Regions from separate parts of the Arabidopsis thaliana genome. Here all the other regions are linked to region 1. Evidence: chromatin contacts called from public capture Hi-C and targeted proximity ligation data. All regions are on one chromosome and are shown on one strand. The core of a region is the stretch at or near the end of the contact, and the rest is flanking DNA. Distances in the headings are between cores, read along the strand shown. Region 1 holds the start of PMI1 (plastid movement impaired1). Region 2 holds the start of SKS6 (SKU5-similar 6). Region 3 holds the start of AT1G41880 (Ribosomal protein L35Ae family protein).

Evidence for each region. Capture Hi-C pulls out chosen DNA fragments and counts their contacts.
Region 2: a capture Hi-C map of shoot shows a contact between it and region 1, with 5 times the contacts expected there. A contact is called at or near these places in 1 of 2 datasets of targeted methods (shoot) and 2 of 3 other capture datasets (root and shoot).
Region 3: a contact with region 1 is called in a targeted proximity ligation map of shoot, with 10 read pairs. A contact is called at or near these places in 2 of 2 datasets of targeted methods (seedling and shoot) and 3 of 3 other capture datasets (root, seedling and shoot).

What each region holds. Positions count from the first base shown.
Region 1 is chr1:15,974,248-15,978,842 of TAIR10.1, forward strand. PMI1 (plastid movement impaired1) reads left to right here and starts at 2,558. Exons shown (of 2, transcript NM_103439.7): 1 at 2,558-4,569. The coding sequence starts at 2,884. GLR3.3 (glutamate receptor 3.3) reads left to right here. Exons shown (of 7, transcript NM_103438.3): 3 at 1-937; 4 at 1,015-1,292; 5 at 1,385-1,416; 6 at 1,498-1,904; 7 at 1,977-2,566. The coding sequence ends at 2,456.
Region 2 is chr1:15,605,565-15,610,159 of TAIR10.1, forward strand. SKS6 (SKU5-similar 6) reads right to left here and starts at 2,402. Exons shown (of 8, transcript NM_103408.3): 1 at 2,095-2,402; 2 at 1,661-1,770; 3 at 1-206. The coding sequence starts at 2,238.
Region 3 is chr1:15,650,593-15,655,187 of TAIR10.1, forward strand. AT1G41880 (Ribosomal protein L35Ae family protein) reads right to left here and starts at 1,950. Exons shown (of 5, transcript NM_001333198.1): 1 at 1,807-1,950; 2 at 1,660-1,695; 3 at 1,122-1,350; 4 at 821-1,034; 5 at 43-711. The coding sequence starts at 1,835. The coding sequence ends at 993. It also overlaps the pseudogene AT1G41890.

The DNA of each region.
Region 1 (4,595 bases), core at 1,308-3,807:
TGTTGTGATACATGTTTATTCGGAGTTGGGGTTCGCGGTTTTTAAGGAGGCTAAGTATCTTGGAATGATGGGAAATGGATATGTTTGGATCGCTACGGATTGGCTCTCTACGAATCTTGACTCTTCTTCGCCGTTACCCGCTGAGAGGTTGGAAACTATTCAAGGTGTTCTTGTTCTGCGTCCACACACGCCGGATTCGGATTTTAAACGGGAGTTTTTCAAGAGGTGGCGTAAGATGTCTGGTGCTTCTTTGGCTCTTAATACATATGGACTCTATGCTTATGATTCTGTTATGTTGTTAGCCCGGGGTTTAGATAAGTTCTTTAAAGACGGTGGGAATATATCGTTTTCGAATCACTCAATGCTCAATACGTTGGGAAAAAGCGGAAATCTCAACTTAGAGGCTATGACTGTCTTTGATGGTGGAGAAGCACTGCTTAAAGATATCCTCGGAACGCGTATGGTTGGTTTAACGGGACAGCTTCAGTTCACTCCAGACAGGTCTCGGACCCGTCCAGCTTACGATATTATCAATGTGGCGGGAACCGGTGTTCGTCAAATAGGCTACTGGTCAAATCATTCTGGTTTATCAACTGTATTACCTGAGTTACTCTACACAAAGGAGAAACCAAATATGTCAACAAGTCCGAAACTAAAGCATGTCATTTGGCCGGGAGAAACGTTTACGAAACCTCGCGGATGGGTTTTCTCTAACAATGGGAAAGAACTCAAGATTGGCGTGCCTCTTCGCGTTAGTTACAAGGAGTTTGTATCACAAATTCGCGGAACCGAGAACATGTTCAAAGGGTTTTGCATTGATGTCTTCACGGCTGCAGTGAATCTTTTACCGTACGCAGTTCCTGTCAAGTTTATTCCTTATGGAAATGGAAAGGAGAATCCGAGCTACACGCATATGGTTGAGATGATAACAACTGGTGTGAGTGCTTATTACATTCTTTTTCATAGAAGTTACTTTTACCATTTCTACTTACTGTAAAAATGGATTTACTGCAGAATTTTGATGGGGTAGTAGGTGATGTTGCCATTGTAACAAACCGGACAAAGATTGTAGATTTCACACAACCATATGCAGCATCAGGACTAGTTGTAGTTGCACCTTTTAAAAAACTGAATTCAGGAGCCTGGGCTTTTCTTCGACCTTTCAACCGTCTTATGTGGGCTGTCACGGGTTGTTGCTTTCTCTTTGTTGGCATTGTTGTTTGGATCTTGGAACATAGGACTAACGATGAATTCAGAGGCCCACCTAAGAGACAATGTGTCACAATTCTCTGGTCAGTTTACTATATATTTCAGAGAAGTAGCTTAGAGACAACTGCTTGTTATCTTTTGGCTGATCCATTTATTGTTTGTTTGATATCTGCAGGTTTAGCTTCTCGACCATGTTTTTCGCGCATAGTATGTCGAAAGAAAACTTACTGTGCCACTGGTTATTGTTTGGCTTTTGACTGATATGACTCTTTCCCTTGGTTTTGACAGGAGAGAACACAGTTAGTACACTTGGACGGTTGGTTCTGATCATATGGCTATTCGTTGTACTAATCATCAACTCGAGCTACACGGCTAGTCTGACATCGATATTGACGGTTCAGCAGCTCTCTTCACCCATCAAGGGAATTGAAAGCCTTAGAGAAAGAGATGATCCAATAGGGTACCAGGTTGGTTCATTTGCAGAGAGTTATTTGAGGAACGAACTCAACATATCAGAGTCACGCCTAGTCCCACTTGGAACACCTGAAGCCTATGCTAAGGCATTAAAAGATGGACCAAGCAAAGGAGGCGTTGCCGCGATTGTTGACGAACGTCCTTATGTCGAACTCTTCCTCTCCAGCAACTGCGCTTATAGAATCGTTGGTCAAGAGTTCACCAAAAGTGGCTGGGGATTTGTAAGTATAAAGATATTGTCACCATTTGGTTTGGTTAGATTCTGTTACTTATGTATAAATGGTTTTACGTAGGCCTTTCCTAGAGACTCTCCTCTAGCAATAGATCTATCAACAGCGATCTTAGAGCTAGCAGAGAACGGAGATTTGCAAAGGATCCACGACAAATGGCTAATGAAGAACGCATGCACTCTAGAGAACGCGGAGCTCGAATCAGACAGGCTTCATCTAAAAAGCTTTTGGGGACTATTTCTCATATGCGGCGTCGCGTGCCTCCTCGCTCTCTTCCTATACTTTGTTCAGATCATCCGTCAGCTCTATAAAAAGCCAACCGATGATGCCATTGCAAGAGATCAACAGCAGAATCATGACTCTTCCTCCATGCGCTCCACTCGTTTGCAAAGATTCTTGTCTCTCATGGATGAGAAAGAAGAGTCCAAGCACGAAAGCAAGAAGAGAAAGATCGATGGTTCAATGAACGATACATCGGGATCAACACGATCACGAGGTTTCGATAGAGAAAGAAGCTTCAATTCGGTAAATCCATTAGACTGAAACTGTAGTTACAGAGACATATACAATTATTTTTGAACTGATTACAGAGAAAAATTTAATTTTTTTCTTAGACATTTATTATAGTATAGTATATAGTATTTATATTTCACAAAACTCTAACAACCACAAACACAAGGTTAGAGAACTAACGATTCTAAAACGTTGAACGAAACCATACCGTGACAATAAATTAGTTGGGACCATAAAGGTTGGTGTCTCTTTCAGAGTTGAGAGAAGGCCACGACATTCTAAATCCTGATCCAATCGCTTCACCAACTAATAAATTTTCTCAATTTTGGACAGACAAAACAATGAAACCTATCGATAATAATAACCACACAAACCCCAAATAAACCCTCAGCTTCCTTATCCCTTCTTCTGGGGACCAAAAAAAACACAGAAGAGCTTCTTCTTCTTCTTCTTCTACATGGCAGGAGAATATTCCGGTAGCCGGAGTTCTAACACACAGCTTCTCGCGGAACTTGAAGCTCTAAGTGAAAACCTTTACCAGAAACCTCAGGTTTCAGTTGGAAACAGGAGAACAAACTCTCTCGCTCTCCCTCGGAGTTCTGTTCCGTCGCTTGTTACCTCTGCTGATGAAGTGAGTACAGCACGAGCTGAGGATTTGACAGTATCGAAGCCGCGGGCTCGGCGTTTATCGCTGTCTCCGTGGCGGTCGAGACCGAAACTTGAGGTAGAGGAGGAAGAGAATGTTACTCAGAGCAACAGGATTGTCAAGAAACCAGAGGAGTCGTCATCGGGTTCGGGTGTGAAGGAAGAGAAGAAAGGGATTTGGAATTGGAAGCCGATTCGAGGGCTGGTTCGGATTGGTATGCAGAAGCTAAGCTGTTTGTTATCAGTGGAGGTTGTGGCGGCGCAGAATCTTCCAGCGTCGATGAATGGTTTACGCCTTGGAGTTTGCGTGAGGAAGAAGGAAACTAAAGACGGTGCTGTTCAGACGATGCCGTGTAGGGTTTCTCAGGGTTCTGCTGATTTTGAGGAGACCTTGTTTATCAAGTGCCATGTGTATTACTCACCGGCGAACGGTAAAGGTAGTCCAGCGAAGTTTGAGGCTCGTCCGTTTTTGTTTTATCTTTTCGCCGTGGATGCCAAGGAACTGGAGTTTGGAAGGCATGTGGTGGATTTGAGTGAGTTGATTCAGGAGTCGGTAGAGAAGATGAATTACGAAGGAGCTAGGGTTAGGCAATGGGATATGAATTGGGGACTTTCAGGGAAGGCTAAAGGGGGTGAATTGGCTTTGAAATTAGGGTTTCAGATTATGGAGAAAGACGGTGGAGCTGGGATTTACAGTAAACAAGGCGAATTCGGGATGAAACCGAGTAGTAAACCTAAGAATTTCGCTAATTCCTTCGGTCGAAAGCAATCGAAGACGTCGTTTAGTGTTCCGAGCCCTAAAATGACGAGCCGGAGCGAGGCGTGGACGCCAGCGAGTGGTGTGGAGTCAGTTTCGGATTTTCACGGGATGGAGCATTTGAATCTGGATGAACCTGAGGAGAAACCCGAGGAGAAACCGGTTCAGAAAAACGACAAACCGGAACAGAGAGCTGAAGATGATCAAGAGGAACCAGATTTTGAAGTTGTGGATAAAGGAGTTGAGTTTGATGATGACTTGGAAACTGAGAAATCTGATGGAACCATAGGTGAAAGATCTGTTGAGATGAAGGAACAACATGTTAATGTTGATGATCCACGGCACATAATGAGACTCACCGAGCTTGATTCAATTGCAAAGCAGATCAAAGCGCTTGAATCGATGATGAAAGACGAGAGTGATGGAGGTGATGGTGAAACAGAGTCACAAAGGCTAGATGAAGAGGAACAAACTGTGACAAAGGAGTTTCTTCAGTTACTTGAGGATGAAGAAACCGAGAAGCTGAAATTTTATCAGCACAAAATGGACATCTCTGAACTGCGGTCTGGCGAATCCGTAGACGATGAATCGGAGAATTACCTCTCGGATCTCGGTAAAGGCATTGGTTGCGTTGTTCAGACACGAGACGGTGGTTACTTAGTCTCTATGAACCCTTTCGACACGGTGGTCATGAGGAAAGACACTCCTAAGCTTGTTATGCAAATCTCCAAACAGATTGTGGTAAGGCCTGAATTAATATTTACATA
Region 2 (4,595 bases), core at 1,152-3,651, 370 kb before region 1:
GAACTGGAATTCCAGGACGGCTAAGGATTCTGATACCTCCGAATCCACCAGCTGCCTTGTGAAAGGCAAGAGATGGGAAGTAATAGAAACTTCCAATTTGGTCTTTCACTTGCAAAATGTATGTGTAGTTGCTTCTCGGTGGAATTGGACACGTGGTTCCGTACATTCCATCAACATAAGAATTTCTTCTGTTTTGTACTCCGTTCCTGTCCATCCAATTTTTTTCATTAGAATAAAAAACGAATATAATTCACACACTTCTATTTTTTTTTTGTTTTTATCTTATGTGATTCGTTAAAAATCTATACTATAATAAAACTTTAGAAACTCTATACTACAAGGTAAAACTAAAGCATGTGCATTGAATAATTTCAATCCCTTTGTGACCTTTTCTTGTTAGTTATGAAAAATGTCATGAAGATGGCCTAGTTAGTGGATGTGGGTGGGACCTATTCTAAAAGACAACGTAAATTCGACGACATCGCCGACATTGTTCACCGAAAGGGGTGGTCCGGTGGAAGACAGCTAGTAAATTAGGGAGAGACGTGGCAAAATGTGGAGAGCAATATTATTCTGTTATCATTGTTGTTTCATCATAAAATCGTACTATTATTTTTTAAAAAAAGGAAAATATATACATATTATTGTCGCTAATGTTTAGGAATGGACAGAAAACAAATATTTTAAAAATTAATGATTTTAATTATTCGATTTTTTTAATTAAATAATTGATTTTCTTATTTATTTTAATTAATAAATTTTTAAATATCTAAATATTTAAATATTTAAAAAATTTTATAATATTTACAGATATCTACTTTGATAAATTTATATATATCTATATTAGTAATATCAAAAACATATAACATAGTAATATGTATTAGTATCATTATTACTTGATGTCACTATCTTTTTTGTTAAAGTAGAATGCATACTATTGAAAAAATAAAGAATTGATTGCCACCCGATTAATGGCAAAACCCAGTCTCACTATTAGTTATCTTTGATTAGTCTTTCTTAGGAAACTGTTTTAATACTCCTACTAGATTTTCGGTAATTGTTTATAGACGTATGCCACATACGTCATTATGGACCATTTCAAGTTGCCCCAAGTCTACATTTATAACATTCACATGCTTTGCTTTCGTAATAGTGCGCATTTCCACAAATATTTATTTACGTTATCAGCCGTAAAAGTTTTTTTTTTATCTTTTAATTTTTGTCAGCAAAAGCAAAAACAAAACTGTTTTCAGGCATTTTAAAGACTTTTCTTTGCTAGATGAGCCTTTAATTTTTCCATTTCAGTTTTACATACATAAATTTTCTATCCGTGATTTTCGTGATCTAACAATCTAGATTACAAAGTAAATATCTGATTCCTACAGTTGACATATTAGTACACATGGTCTTAGTGAATCGGAGATGATAGTAGATAATAATATCTAATGGAGGAAATGAAGATCTTTTATTTGGTTTAGGTTCTTCAAAATAAAAACAATTTAAACAAAAAATGGATAAAAACAAAAAAAATAAAGGTATTTTCTTATTCAAGTTAAAAAAAAAAAAAACTATTCAACTTCGACAAGTCAACAACATATAACCACAGAAGGCAAAGAGGACAAAGTAAGTAGTTCCAAATAACGAAAAAAAGAGATGTTACCATGAGATTAAGAAAGGCTCGTCTAAGCTGTTGTGTACGTTAATGATGAGATTGTCGTTTGTCACACTGTGAATGTCTGGTCCCGGAAATTGCCCATTAATCAATATTCCCTATTTTTCATATACCAATAATATAAAAAAACAATTAGCATCATCGATTAATTCAGTTCACCGGATCTAACCTTCATTGTCACAATATAAAAAAGAGTAACTTATTTTATAAAGTATTGATCTGCACATTTTAAACCAATCATTACACAAATGATACACTTTAAGGAACAAAAATCATCTCGAAGATACATTTTTTTTTCACAAGTAAAGAAGTAATATGCAGTCTATACGTAAAGAGTTAAACAAAGAGTTCTTTTTTTTTTTTTGTAACATCAAGTTACTAACATGAAATGAAATGTGAGTGGAGTAGAGAAAATGAAAAACCTGCTGACGAACACCGAGTGGGTAAATGTCGCCGTATGTTACATTCCAGTCAAAGAATCGGTATGGACTCTCCGCGGTTACCGCGGCGAAGAATGATAGGCAGAACAATAGGATGGTGCCTCCGGATCTGCCCACCGCCATCATTTTTAATGAACGACGGCGTTTCTTGTGGAGAGAGAGAAAAAAAAATAGAGGGAGAATGTAAGTGTGAGGAAGAGAGAGAGTGAGTGATATGAATAGACACACACTTAGTTATGTAAATTTAAGTGCGTCGAGGGAGAGACGAGTGGAGTTCATAGACTTGGCCCCAACAAAAAAAAAATAGTAGTATAAATATTTGAGTATTTAAATACATTGATACAAGTTAAAAAAAAATTACTGCGTTGACTTAAATTGTGAAGAATAATTTGAATTCTTATTTTTTCAAGAAAATAATCTAATTAATCGAAGTAATATTAGTTAATTTCGTCGTAAAACCGCATTGACTGTTTTCACAACCATCGTTCAGATTTTTGGTATTTAATTTTTGTAATTTAGCAGTTTTTTTGTATTACCAAACTTTCTTTCATCTTATAATTAGGAAATCAAACTTTGTTACCCTGTTCTACGTGTTTTCTTGATTTGAATAAATTTCCTTTTCATCTTATAGTTAGTGAGCAATTTGAGTAGGTAAGTGGTTTGAACTTTAAATTACAAATTAAAATTATTGATGTTTTTCATTATAAACACGGACTGTTATTAATGCTACAAGGGTGTCTAAGAGTAAAAAGAAAGGACAAATGGCTACAACATTATTATCAAAAGTATAAAAACTTTTCCAACATTAATCACCCAAAAAAATAAAATTAAACAGTGTTAATTTTCTTACTAATCTTTTTTTATTGTAATCAGGTTTTATTTACAGCTTAAAAAAGCCAATTTTGAAAAATATTATTTACATAATTGATATGAAATAAATTTTGTTACTAATCAGAAACAAAAGAGTTAAGAGAATAAAAAAATAAAAAGTATATAATTACTATCACTTATTTCATCTGTTTCATATTAAACATCGTAGTAAATTTATTATTTTTGTAATTTTACCTTTTTGATTATGTACGTATTTTCTAACAAAAAAGTATATGTACGAATTTTCTGTCGATATTTCTTACGGCTAAAACTTTCTTAGCAATTTATATTTGCCAAATCTAATCTTAAACAATCTGTTTTATTTTAAGAAAAAATTAGTGTCGGTGGAAATTGGTGAGCTTCCGGGTGGATCTGTTTCCCATGTGGTTTCGTTGGCTGCTTTTATTTCTTCATATGTAGGCTTGTTTTGTTTGACGTCCTCGTGTTACTTGATCTATTTATTTAAAAATATTCTATAAATTAAAGTCAAGACCAAAAAATTTCGTTTATTATTCTGTGAAAATTATTTTTTAAAGTTGAGAGCATTAGTTACTAGTCGGTGGATTTAAATGGTTTGAGTCTCGTGAATTTGAGCATGTGCTTTCTACATAGGTTAAATACATATCTGCATTGTTATTAAAATAACGGTGACTTAATTTCTACTCCGTGAAGGGCAACTAACCAGAATCAAATCTGTCTAAACACATAGTAATATTTATAGGTATTGTTAATGGAGTGATCCAATTTTACTGGTTTACCGTGATGTCGACTTGGTTTAGTTGGTTTAATATTCGTTCAGTGATTAACGTCGGTTGAAGTCAAAAGAAGCAAGAGGACTTGGTTTGGTGAAATCATATCTGGAAAATAATTAAAAGACTCTGCTACGTTTAAAGGGTTTGCTTATCTTTTGTGTCGATATATATTCTCATTCTAATTTTCTCTTTTCTTGTATCTGAAATCTTTTGTCTTTCGTTGCAATCCTCTTACGATTTCCTTTTATTTGTAGTTGTAACCTAAATGTATTGATATATCAAACTAATATATTCACATGAAATAACACAATATGTAAGCTTTAAACACTCTATCTTCAAATTTACGAATTTTTATTTTAGAGAAATATATTTTTTGCTTAACCCTTTAACAAAAAAAAAGAAATATAATTTGTGCTTATTCTTTTTTATCAAAACAGTGTCGTTTATAGCCCGTCAAAACAAAGTTGTTTTTATTCGATGACATTATATTTTACAACTCTATATATTTCAATAGTACATTTTATCTCCAAATATAACACAATATATATATATCACTCGCAATAAAATTATCTCGCTTAATTACAAATTTACTACTCTCTTCTTTTTTGGTCAAATTTGAACCAAAATTTTATTATTTATCTAAGTCTAACTAATCCATATATTTATTGTAATCGCTCGCTACAACAACATCTCGTACGTTATATATTTGATTATCTTTTTACCATGCTATTACAGTTTATATATTCGTGATGTGTAGCTTGAGACACAGTGAATGTTGACAAATTCAACTTAGAAAAGAGGTTATTTTGAATAATAATTTCTCATTTCAAAAATTAGCCTACGTTTCAATTGAAGAAAAAT
Region 3 (4,595 bases), core at 700-3,199, 320 kb before region 1:
AGATCTTAGCCGAAGCTAGAGGTTCATGAGATCTTCCGGTTTCAAAAAAGAAGAAATTGATAAGAGTCATAGCATAAGCTAGAAGGTCATTACTTTTTAGAGTTTCATGAGATCTTTCGGTTTCAAATCTTCTGGTCGCTCCCCTCGCAATCAACAACTAAAACCAAAACCATTGATGGAGGAAGAGGAAGAAGCATTTGAGCTGAAGGAAGAAGGCTCAGATCTGGAGACGGGAGCTTTTGATTTAGAGCGGAAGAGACGTTTGGAGCTGAGGCGGTTGAAGCCATCACTTTCCATTATTAAGTCACTTTCTAGATCTGCCCCATTATACTAAAGCATCTCGATATCTCTTTTACTTGTTCTTGTTAGAATTCACATTTTGATATTGCCTTGCTGAAATTGAGAAAATTGCAGAAGCCAAAAGAGAAAAAATAGAGAAACAAAAGGAGCACGAATCTATCAAAGTGGAAAAAATAAGTGAGAAGCTACTTGCAACTCCAAATGCCTATCCACCCAATAAATAAGGAAATGACTGGGATCATAGGTTTTCTGAAGTTCCATTAATATTATCTCAAGAAGAAAAATGTTTTACTTCGTCTAAAGATAAAATCAAAACCAACAGAGAGTTTAGAACAAAAGTGAATAGATAAACTACAGCTCCTGAGAAATGATAATGGCGATTCCTTCCGATACTTCTTGAAATCTATCCTCCTGCATTAGGAAATCGAATCAGGATCCATGTTCACTAAAGTATATATATCATGGACAATCTATTATACTTAAAGGATTAATCTAATTGCTCTTAATTACAATGCACAACCTTTCAAATAGATATAGCCTTGTTGACATGGTTTCTCCATTAGAGAAGCAAAATGAAACAACTAATCTTAAATATCAAGTTACAGAATCAGTGTTGTTCAATTCTACTGAAATGAATGCAATAAACGGGACTATTGGATCAAAAGTAAAACTGAAATGAGTTTGTTGTTACCTCATATGTTGCTAGGGTACATGAAGACTCTGACTCTAGCTCCCTGAGATTAAACACAGCAGATCAAAAATGATTAGTCTGGAGGAAAAAATCCAATTAACCATGATTATGTTTCAAGAAGATAAAGTACCATTGACTTGGGTGGTAGGTTTGAAGTGAACTTAGAACGGACAACACCGCTGTTACCATGAGGCCTAGTGACTTTGCCCCAAATGCAACGGTAGTGAGAACCGTTCTTCTTTGTCTTTGCCTTGTAGATGTAAGCCAAACGCTTACCCTTGTACCAATTGACCTCCTCTTGAGTGTTCACACCTTCAATCTGGATGAGAGAAGTGTTGGGATATTGGTTCGACTTGGACCTGAAACATTACTTAATCGTTAGTAATCAATCTTTATTCTGCTTTCTATAAGCAATCAAACTATCAACCAACTGCTTAAAAGCTAATCTTAAAGGAAGCAATAGCAAAAATGCATCATTTTGCACAACCATTAATCAGAAACAATGGAGTAACATTACAAATATGAGAGCATTATCATTGAAATCTATCAGTTGTGGCAAAGTTACAAACTTTCATCGAGACCTTATGTTGATATCCAAAAACGATAGGTGAATATTCAAATCCAAATAACTTAAGAACATACAGAGAAAGACTGAAAATTGAAAGTACCTCTTGTAGCCGAGGACTGTTCCACGAACATACAATCTGCATAACAGCAACACAAAGATTTCATCAGATTAAAGTGAACCAGTAACGAACAAATTCAAATCGGAGATTCAGCTGAGAAAAAGAGAGCACAATCAAAACCCTAATTACCTAACTCTCTCTCCTTGACGTCCCTTCATTTTCAATCCTTGTAACTCTCGTCTTCCTCTTCTTACTCTCTTTTATGCCGCCGAGCGAATTCACAGAGAAAAACCCTAGTTTTCGCTATTAGGTCAAGACTTTATATGGATTCATAAATAAGCTCAGCAACAAAACTCTATTGGGCTTATATGTGGCTATCTCAAACAAGTTGGCCCAAACTTTAATACGGCTTGGCCCAAATATGGCTTTGCATAAGAAAATGATTATTTATTTTCTTAATCAATATGGCTTTGCTTAAGAATATGACTTCACTTTACTTTGTTTCTTCTATTTGTCTCTTGAATTGTTTTGTTAAAAGTAAAAATTTGTGTTGAACAGAAAAATTTTTATATATAATGTTATAAAAAATTTATGTCATTTGAAATAATAAAAGTAACAACAAAAGGATTACAATTTTTTTCTTCTTGGTATAATTTTTACATCGTTAACAATGTCGAAGACATTTTAATCAAACATCAGCAAAAACATGGAAGTTCTTGGGAGTCCACAGAGATGAGTCTAACAGCAGCAATAGCAGCAGCAAGAGACATTAATCCAAAGAAGCAAACATTAAGCCAATGCCAAAGCTTTTGCACAAGACTAAGCTTATCGTTCATAGCAACAAGATACATGTGATTCGCTAATATGAATGTGAGAGGGAACGTGCTTATTGCTCCAGTGAGGCTCATGAAATCTCCGAGAAACGGTAAAAGAGCCGAGAGAAGAGTGCTCACCGCGATGTAGCTTCCTCTTGCTACTGTTCTAAACAACAGATTTTTTATTCCTAATGGTCTTCATTTGACTCCATACTTTGTGTCCATATACTCATAAGTCGGACTTGCAAAAATTTACGTAAGAAAAACACAAGAATTTAAACGGTTAAGGTTAGGATTAAGACACAAAGACTCATCATTGAGGTCTAGATAGAGACTTACATGTAAAGAGATAACAGATTGGAGAAAAGCTGAAATATTAGCGAGTGCTTTGACCCAAAGAGGTCCACTGACGCTATTAAACAGATAAGTCGATGTCGAGGACCCGTAAGCCCAATATCCGATGAATGTAACCGCATACATCGGTAAAACACCAACAGTGAACTGAAAATACAGAGCTTTCATCATGTTTTTAACGACCGGTTGCTTCACTGTCGCCTAATCATTTGCACAAAAGATTAGTGTAAGTCACAAAACAGAGAAATATTTGATTGACCATAAATAGATCGATGAGACTTGCCTGTATTTCCGGTAGCATTCCCGTGTTGAATGCAAACTGCTCCTGTTATGGTTAAGAGTTTGTTTATTGATGATCCTTGTATGTTGTAATCTCTTTCAGGCTTGTTTACTCCTATTGAACCAAAAACAAAATGGCGAGTAGTTTTTTTGTGGTTATTTGAAATCATTTTCGAGGTTTGATTTAACATGAAAGTTTACCATCTTTAGCTGCTAGAACTATTGCAACAATAATGTAGATTATGCTAAGGATTGTTGAAACTCCTAGCCAGATTCCAAGAGCTGATAAATGAGGAATACCGATGGCCAAAATCGCACATACAACACCCGCGATGGCGATAAAGTGAGGCAGTTTCATGAGACAATTATCTCTAAAAAGTACATAAACAGCCTGCACACAATGCAAAAGCAGAGCCATATGAGCTAATTTTCGGATTTTCGCAACAAAACGGTTTGTTTCGGTTGTTGTACCTTTAAGGTCGAACCAGCAAGTAAGATGAAGGCACAATTAATCATGAAAAGATAGACATATTGCAATCCCCATGTAACACGATACATCTTTTTACCTGAATCAATCAAGCAAATACAATTCTAGTTAAGTGTGTTTTTTGATATTGCGAGAGAGTGATGGAGAATTTACCATAGATGAAGCCTGCGAGATCTCTATAACGAATGTGTCTTTTGCCACCAAACTCATGAAGCTTGGCGATAAGAGTTGATAATAGGTTTTTGAGATCAATTAATCCTAAAACACTAATCCTGTCGTTGTAATATTTTAGGTGTCAATCCAAATGGGTGTGATGCAGACATATGAGATATGATCAGAAGTTGCTAAGTCAAGCCAAGCAGAATTTGGTTGGTTTTCTAACAGTCCTAGTGTTGATGCAGAAAACAGTAAAAAGTCACAGAAATGACTGATATACTCGATCGCAGGATCGACTGCCAGAAGGGACCCTGTGATCGAGTACAACAGGATGACAAAGAGTGAAAATGCAGAAATAGACCACTTTACTCTATCACGCAGTCTCACTGTTAGTAGACTGGTGTGATCGAGTAGAATGGTTGAAAACAGAAAAATACTAAAATTCAATGGCAAGTGAATGAAGCAGGTAAGTAAACAGAGAAATCATATGGATGAGAAACTCCTAAGGATGGGGTTATCGAATAGTGTGGTCTCCGTAATCAATTCAGTTGGTTAACAAATCTCAATTAAGCTATCCCTAGACAACAGGTTCAACAACAGATTAATTCACTCCCGTGATATAAATCCTCAAGCATAGCTAGACACTGACCTAATTTCCATTAGCGATCTCTAACTAAGCAGACAATAAGAATCGACTGTTAAAGCCAATAACCGCTCTAAACGGCCAATCCCTTGGGATAGAGACGATTATCACTGGAATTAGTAGATCCAACGTTCCATTAAACGCCTTCTGAGTGCTGGAACGTCTGGGATCGGATTCCTGTTGATCAGAAAGGAATAAGCAGTAAACACAATTAATCCAGAAGGGATTCAATAAATATACACTT